2 separate regions of the Rattus norvegicus genome follow, and region 2 is linked to region 1. A link is a contact called in public Hi-C data. All regions are on one chromosome and are shown on one strand. The core of a region is the stretch at or near the end of the contact, and the rest is flanking DNA. Distances in the headings are between cores, read along the strand shown. Region 1 has its middle 12 kb from the start of Snord12. Region 2 overlaps Ptgis (prostaglandin I2 synthase).

Region 1 (3,201 bases), core at 552-3,051:
CTGCCAAGAGACTGTGAAAGAACAAACAGAACAGGTTCCAGGGTTTCATTTATACAACCATGTGGCTTCTCGACCCTAAGAGAGAAGACAGAGAGACAGAAACAGAAAGATCCATTTTTAAGGACCAACGAGATGGCTCAGGAGGTAAAGGTGCTTGCTGCCAACCCTCCCAGTCTGAGACGGATCCCCAGGACTCACGAGGCAGGAGGAAAGGATAACTTCTGAGGCTAACGCCTCTGACCATTGCGCCTGAACTGTGACAAATGCATGTGTTCTCTCTCTCTCTCTCTCTCTCTCTCTCTCTCTCTCTCTCTCTCTCTCTCATACACACACGCAAACAAAGTTTAAAAATGTAATTTCAAAAACTTTAAAGGAGGAACGGCCCTTGTTAGAGGTCACATGACTATTGCCTGGCCAAGCTGAACCCAGCCCATGGCCGCAACCACCAGCTGATGTACTTTAATGACAGAGTACGGTGACCGAGAGCCCCCAGGAATGGGAACAGGGTGGGCCATACGAAAAAGTAAATTGGCCACAGCAAGGTGTTTAGATTTTTTTTTTTCAAAACAAGCCATGCCTTTTCCAAGAACTGATTTTAAAATACTGACTATGGCTGGATATGATCCTAGTACCCAGGAGGCTTAGACATGTGTGTTGCCATGAGAGAATTGCTAGCCTGTGTTAAAGTGAGTTCTGGGCCAGCCTGGGCTACTGAGCAAGACTCTACCTCAAAAAAAAAAAAAAAAAGTCAATCGATCAGTTATCTAAAATAAAGTGTTGATTCTAGGGTCATTTTGCTCTGTGGCAGTCAGCTGAGGTGCGTTAGGTGTTCTGAGCTGGGGCCTGTCCACACAGCCAGCTCTGCTCCAACAGGGCCACCCACCTCCTCAACTTATGAATCTACTAGAGGGGAGAGGAAAATGGCCACAAGCCTAGTACCCACTTGGTATCAGAAAAGCTTTACAAAACAGCTGGTTCTTGTCACCGTTCACCTCAGACCCTGGAGCCTGACCTCACCCATCACCCTGGGCAGAGCCCTGGATGAGAATCCGAGGCTTCCTTTTCTTTGCTCTTTTACAGAGCGTAGGCCGGTGACCCGGGTCATGGAAATCGGGACTTGTGGAGCAAGGTCAGTTGGAGAGAGCAAGGGATGTAACAGGAGAAAAAGGGAGAGAGAGGGAGGCGAGGCAGAGGCTCTGGGCCTGCTTCCCAGACCCAGGCTGCACGCAGGTGTCTGCCAATACTGCCTGGAATCTGGGGAGGGCGCACCCTGGAGAGAAGCCTGTGGCATCTTTGAGTCACGGTGCCAAATGCCTAGGCCTGGTTCCTCTCCCGGCGATCCAATTACTAAATGCAGTCGCATTCTTGAAAAAAAAAATGTCTTTCCTCTTATGTAATGCGGCCGTGACAAACGCCGAGCAGATGGTGCAGAGACAGGCTTCCCGCAACCCTATCCTTCCAAATTAATGTATGGGCATTTAAATGAGCCCAGGAACACAGGAGGGGCAGGCCACTTAAGGGGCTGGCAAGGTTTCCACCTCAACGGTTGAGGGCCCGAGTTGGGGTTGAGTTCAATGTAAACACTGGTTAGAACACATCCGGTTTGGACCCCCTGGGGATCATCGTGGGCCTCCCCAACACTGGAAAAGGAGGTGCCTTCTCTTCTTCATGTCATCCCCCTCCCCAAACTTTTACATTGTCTTTGAGAATGTGGACGTCTCTCCCTGCCTCCCGTGGGGAAATGGTTTAGTCACAAACTGTGTCAGCTGCTGGCAGCCAAACTCTCCTCCCCCTCCCCCCCAGCCTTCCTTCCTCAGGGATGAGATCATGCCGTTCGGAGGCGGTTTTAGCCGAAGAACACTAGGGATGTGCAAAGCGGTCCTCAGAAACCTCCTTCCTCATCACAGGCTGTACCCTGTGGGATGGGCAGAGATCGGAGGCCAGGTGCAGGTCCCAGGATCATCCTAGGGCCATACTCCCAGCCCCCAGCTCAGACCTGACACACTGGGATGCCGGACTACTGGGTCGCTGGCCTTAGGAGTTTAGAACTGGGAGAGTTCTGAGATTGTCTCTGTTCTGATGGGGAAACTGAGGCTCAGAGAAGGAGAGCAGCCTGCTCAGGCTCAAATAGACAGGTATGCCGGAGCTAGGAGGGAGGCTGGTGATCCCACTGCTCTCCCTGAAGCTGCCATTGCCTGGAACCTGTCCATCCACCATCCATCCCCTCTGCTTCTGGTGGAAGGATCCTGAATCTCTACTGGGAATCAAACCTTCCCCACCCTTGGGACAGGTGGTTCAAATAAAATTAACCCCCCCGCCCCCACTCATCCAAGGGCACCCACCTGACTCAGTCCTAACCAATCAGAGCAGTTCATTCCTCCCTCCTACCCAACTCCTTCAGGTTGGTAAGCGATCAGCCCCGGGGAGGGGGGGACATTCACTTCCCATTTAATTGGGGTGATTAAAATGAAGCCACCCTTCCTGTGCTCTCAGCTGGAGGGAACAAGACCCAGGACTGGTGGCAACCACCTCTGCCACTGTCAGAAGGTGACTACCCAAGAATGAAAGGCACACAGGGAGCTCATGGCCAAAGGGAAGTGATATGGCAGGCTTTGACTGGAAGAATCCCCTGAGCGAGCTGGACAGAGATGGCTGGACTCCTCGGATTAGCACATTCTCCCTTCTGCTGAAGTCGGTTGAGTTCTGTCACTCGTCCTGCAAAATGGGGGTACAGCTATGGAACAAGGCTCCAAAACAGGGTGCTGGGGGACCCTCTCCCCATCCCCAGAATGTCCCCCAACTCCCTGTCACACAGCACCATACACCTTAAAGGCAGTACCCATGGGGAGAGCACCCGACTGGTGGCTCATGGCCATTTCGTGTACCCCTGTTTCCTGCTTGGTCAAGAGCACAGGAAAGTCATTTTCAAAACTCAGTTCCATCCAACATCCTCTGCCCTGCCTGAGGGTGTACACAACACACCCTGCCATGTTCCTGGGCCTGGCTCGAGTGCTCTCTCTCTCTCTCTCTCTCTCTCTCTCTCTCTCTCTCTCTCCTCTTTTTTTTTCTGTTTGTACTGTGGTTTTCCTTTCCTTTGTGGCATAACTCCATATAGCCAAGGCTAGCCTTCAGTTTCTAACCCTCCAGCAGTGAGGTTTTACAGGCACACTGGCTCCATGTCTCTGGCACCCGTCCTGCCAG
Region 2 (3,003 bases), core at 25-2,524, 130 kb before region 1:
ATGCTCACCTCCTCTGTCCCCTGACACAGTGCAGAGCCTAGGAGTGGAGCCACCCAGGGAGTGGTTCCCATCTTGGTTAAGGCAAGATTATCCTCACAAGCGTGCTGAGAGGCTAGTCTTCCAGGGGATTCTAGAACTCAAGCTGACAACTGAGAACCATTGTAGCCACTTAAGGCTTATCCTGCTGGGCCTCTGCGTCAGCATCCGTGTGGTACCTGGCCATTTTGCACCTTCAGTGTCCATTCGTCTGGTGCTTGTTCTGTTCTTCTCACTGCTTTCTATGACCTTGGCATTTTTTACTTTTGCTTTTGTAGAGTGTAGACCCATGATTCTGAGAATTACTGCAAAGCTCCTTCAAGTTCCTCAGTCCTTCTGGGAATGCTTGTGTTTCAGAGAGGCTGGGGCAGGGAGCTGTTGTCCAGGATGCATGCTCAATGGCTGGGGAAGTCAATGTGTGGTAGCAAACAGGGCTGAGATTAGTGCTGTCCTAGGAGTCACAGCTAGAGGCTTAGGGAGGCCTCTCCCTGAGTTGTTTGCACTGTTCCTGTATGTCGAGAAAGCTAGCTTCAGAGATCTGGGAATTTGGAAATATTCTAGGCAGGGGGTCAGCAAGAGCAAAGTCTTAGGATTGGAGCTTGCCAAGGAATCTGGCTACCACAAGGGGTTGAGCCTGGGGAGCCCCCAAAGAAAAAATAAGTAATGACTCCGGGGGGTGGGGCTGGAAGAGTTCTGAGATTATTATCTTTTTTTAGAGACTGTTTATCATGAAGATTTGTGTGTGTGTGTGTGTGTGTGTGTGTGTGTGTGTGTGTGTGTGTGTAGCACATGTATGTGTATACATGCACCACCTGGTGCCTAGGAGGCCAGTAGAGGGCACCAGATCTCCTGGAACTGGAGTTAACATACATGTTTGTGAGAGCAGTTGCATGCAGATGTTGGAAATTGAACTCGGGTCCTCTGAAGATGTGTTCTTAACCTCTGAGCCACCTCTCCATCTCTCTAGCATTAGTTTCTGAGATCTTAAGGTTCCCTTCTGGACAGGAGCAGGTCACCAGTGTGCAGGCAATGTTGGCGGGGATTGGAGAGTCAGATACATGTGGGGAACTAAGATGGCAACCAGTGACTTTGGTCACAGAGCCAGTGCTGACCTGAGGAAAGGAGCAGTTGCTTGGATGCTGTGAATCTGAGGCCCGGTTACTGCTCTCTCCCTGCCCAGCCCTTTGCTTTCTCTTGGCCCTGCTTGGCAGTGACTGGTGTCCCTGGGTGATTCCTCTCCATCGACTGACAACTTATTTTTAGTGTCCTCAGAGCTATTAACTGTCCTGCAGGCCAAGGCTGGCAGAGGCAGGGCAGGTCTTAATCAGCAGTTGGCCCTATGCGTGCCTGATAACATATTTATGGGCTAAGAGGACAGGGTGCTCCAAAGTGTCCTCAGAGCCCCTTGTACAAATGACCTCTGTGCGCAGATTGGGAAGGTGGCCAGGCACTGGAGAAGCAGATCCCGGCGATGGCCTTGGGCAGGGCTAAGAAGGAACAGGTCTTCCCAGCAGAGGGGTCTGGAGGACGCTGGGTGGTGAGAGCAGGGCAAAGGCTGGATGGTCCAGCAGCTCTGGACACAGCTGTGGGCCCGTCTACCTGGGTGTGAAGTGGCTGTCACCTTCTAGCAAGTCGCTGCACACGGCGCTACCTCAGTTTACCCACCTCTACGATAGCTGTGCAGCTCCTTCCTCAGGGTGTTGTGGGACGGCGAAAGGAGCTTTGGACCCACACCCTGCACGTAACAAGGGTTCACCTGGTGTTTCAACAGAGATCTATTGTATGCAACTGCCACCTTGGCTCTTGGGAGGCAGAGGCAGGAGGATCGAAAGTTCAAGGTCACCTGCTCCTCTCTAGAGAGTTTGGGGCTAGCCTGGGATACATTAGATCTTATCTCCAAAAACTAATCAACAGACACGAGTTCAAGTCCCGAATGTGCATGACCTTACTCTAGAAACCATATACACAAGGCTGGAGTGGGGGTTGGGGGGACAGATCCAAGTTCTCATCTAAACAACAGGCCACACTACGGTGCTGCATGGAGTCCTAAAGGGCACCCACCTCACTTGGAATGAAGCCCCTCCTGCCCACAGGGTCTCAAGGGCTTCTGTGACACTTTAAGACTCTGTGCAGCACCATAGTGTGGCCTGTTGTGCTTTCGAGGGAAGTGGAGGCAGAGGAATTGAAGTCTCTAGGTCAGAGAAGGTGGGGTGGAGGGGAAGGGAGAGGGGTTGGGTTCTGGAGTCTCTTGTAGTACTGATGTGCAGGACTGGGAGCCAGGATCGGTCAGCTTCCAGTCTGAGCCTGGCTAGGGAAAATGTTGGGAGGAGAAATCAAGGCAGAAGGTTGGGGTTTGGTCACATGAGATGCAGATGTTCTCGAGTTCAGGGTCAAAACATAGGTCAGAAACAAACCTATGGGACCCAACGGGGAACACACCTTTAATGCTAGCACTTTGGGGCTATAGACAGGTGAATCTAAGTGGGTTCGAGGCCAGTCTGCTCTTCATATCAAGTTCTAAGTTAGCCAGGGCTACAGAGAGAACTTACTTTGAAAAACAAAAGAAAGTGGGAGGGAAAAAAAAAGCCACGGATTTGAAAGAGAGAAAGGGAGGAAAGGGAAGAAGGGAAATGATGCAATTTATAAGCTCAAAAAGTGAAAGAAATTTAAAAAGACAAAAGAATAAAAGAAAGTCAAGCGGGTTAAAAGGCACATGCACGAGATCACATAGCTCGAGGGAGTGGCTGGGAATGACTCCATTTGCAAAGTGCTTGTCCCTCACCTAAGAGCCGAGAACCCACCTTAGAAAGGTTAGAAAGAGAAAGCACAGGCGGGCGTGAAGGCACACATTTGTCATCACAGTTGGTGTGACAAGACAGCCAGGTCCCTGGGGTTTGCTGGCCAGCAGCCTACCCTACCTGCCAAGTGCCAGGCCAGTGAGAGACACTGTCTTACAAAACAAGCAGG

Evidence for each region. A called contact is a pair of places that touch in the nucleus more often than the background predicts.
Region 2: a contact with region 1 is called in a Hi-C map of psoas muscle, with 6 times the contacts expected there. The contact joins two enhancer-like sites. A contact is called at or near these places in 9 of 12 Hi-C or Micro-C datasets (the A7r5 cell line, Schwann cells, frontal cortex and 5 more) and 1 of 1 datasets of contacts at active chromatin or transcription factors (oligodendrocytes).

The regions. Positions count from the first base shown.
Region 1 is chr3:176,223,246-176,226,446 of GRCr8, reverse strand. No RefSeq gene overlaps it. Among named protein-coding and RNA genes, the nearest start is that of Snord12, 12 kb to the right of the region's middle. Within about 2 kb of position 1,801, at least 69 of the 93 cell types and tissues checked have an H3K27ac peak or open chromatin away from gene starts, as enhancers often do.
Region 2 is chr3:176,354,827-176,357,829 of GRCr8, reverse strand. The region is part of intron 6 of Ptgis (prostaglandin I2 synthase); the gene reads left to right. Among named protein-coding and RNA genes, the nearest start is that of Kcnb1, 24 kb to the right of the region's middle. Within about 2 kb of position 1,274, at least 4 of the 93 cell types and tissues checked have an H3K27ac peak or open chromatin away from gene starts, as enhancers often do.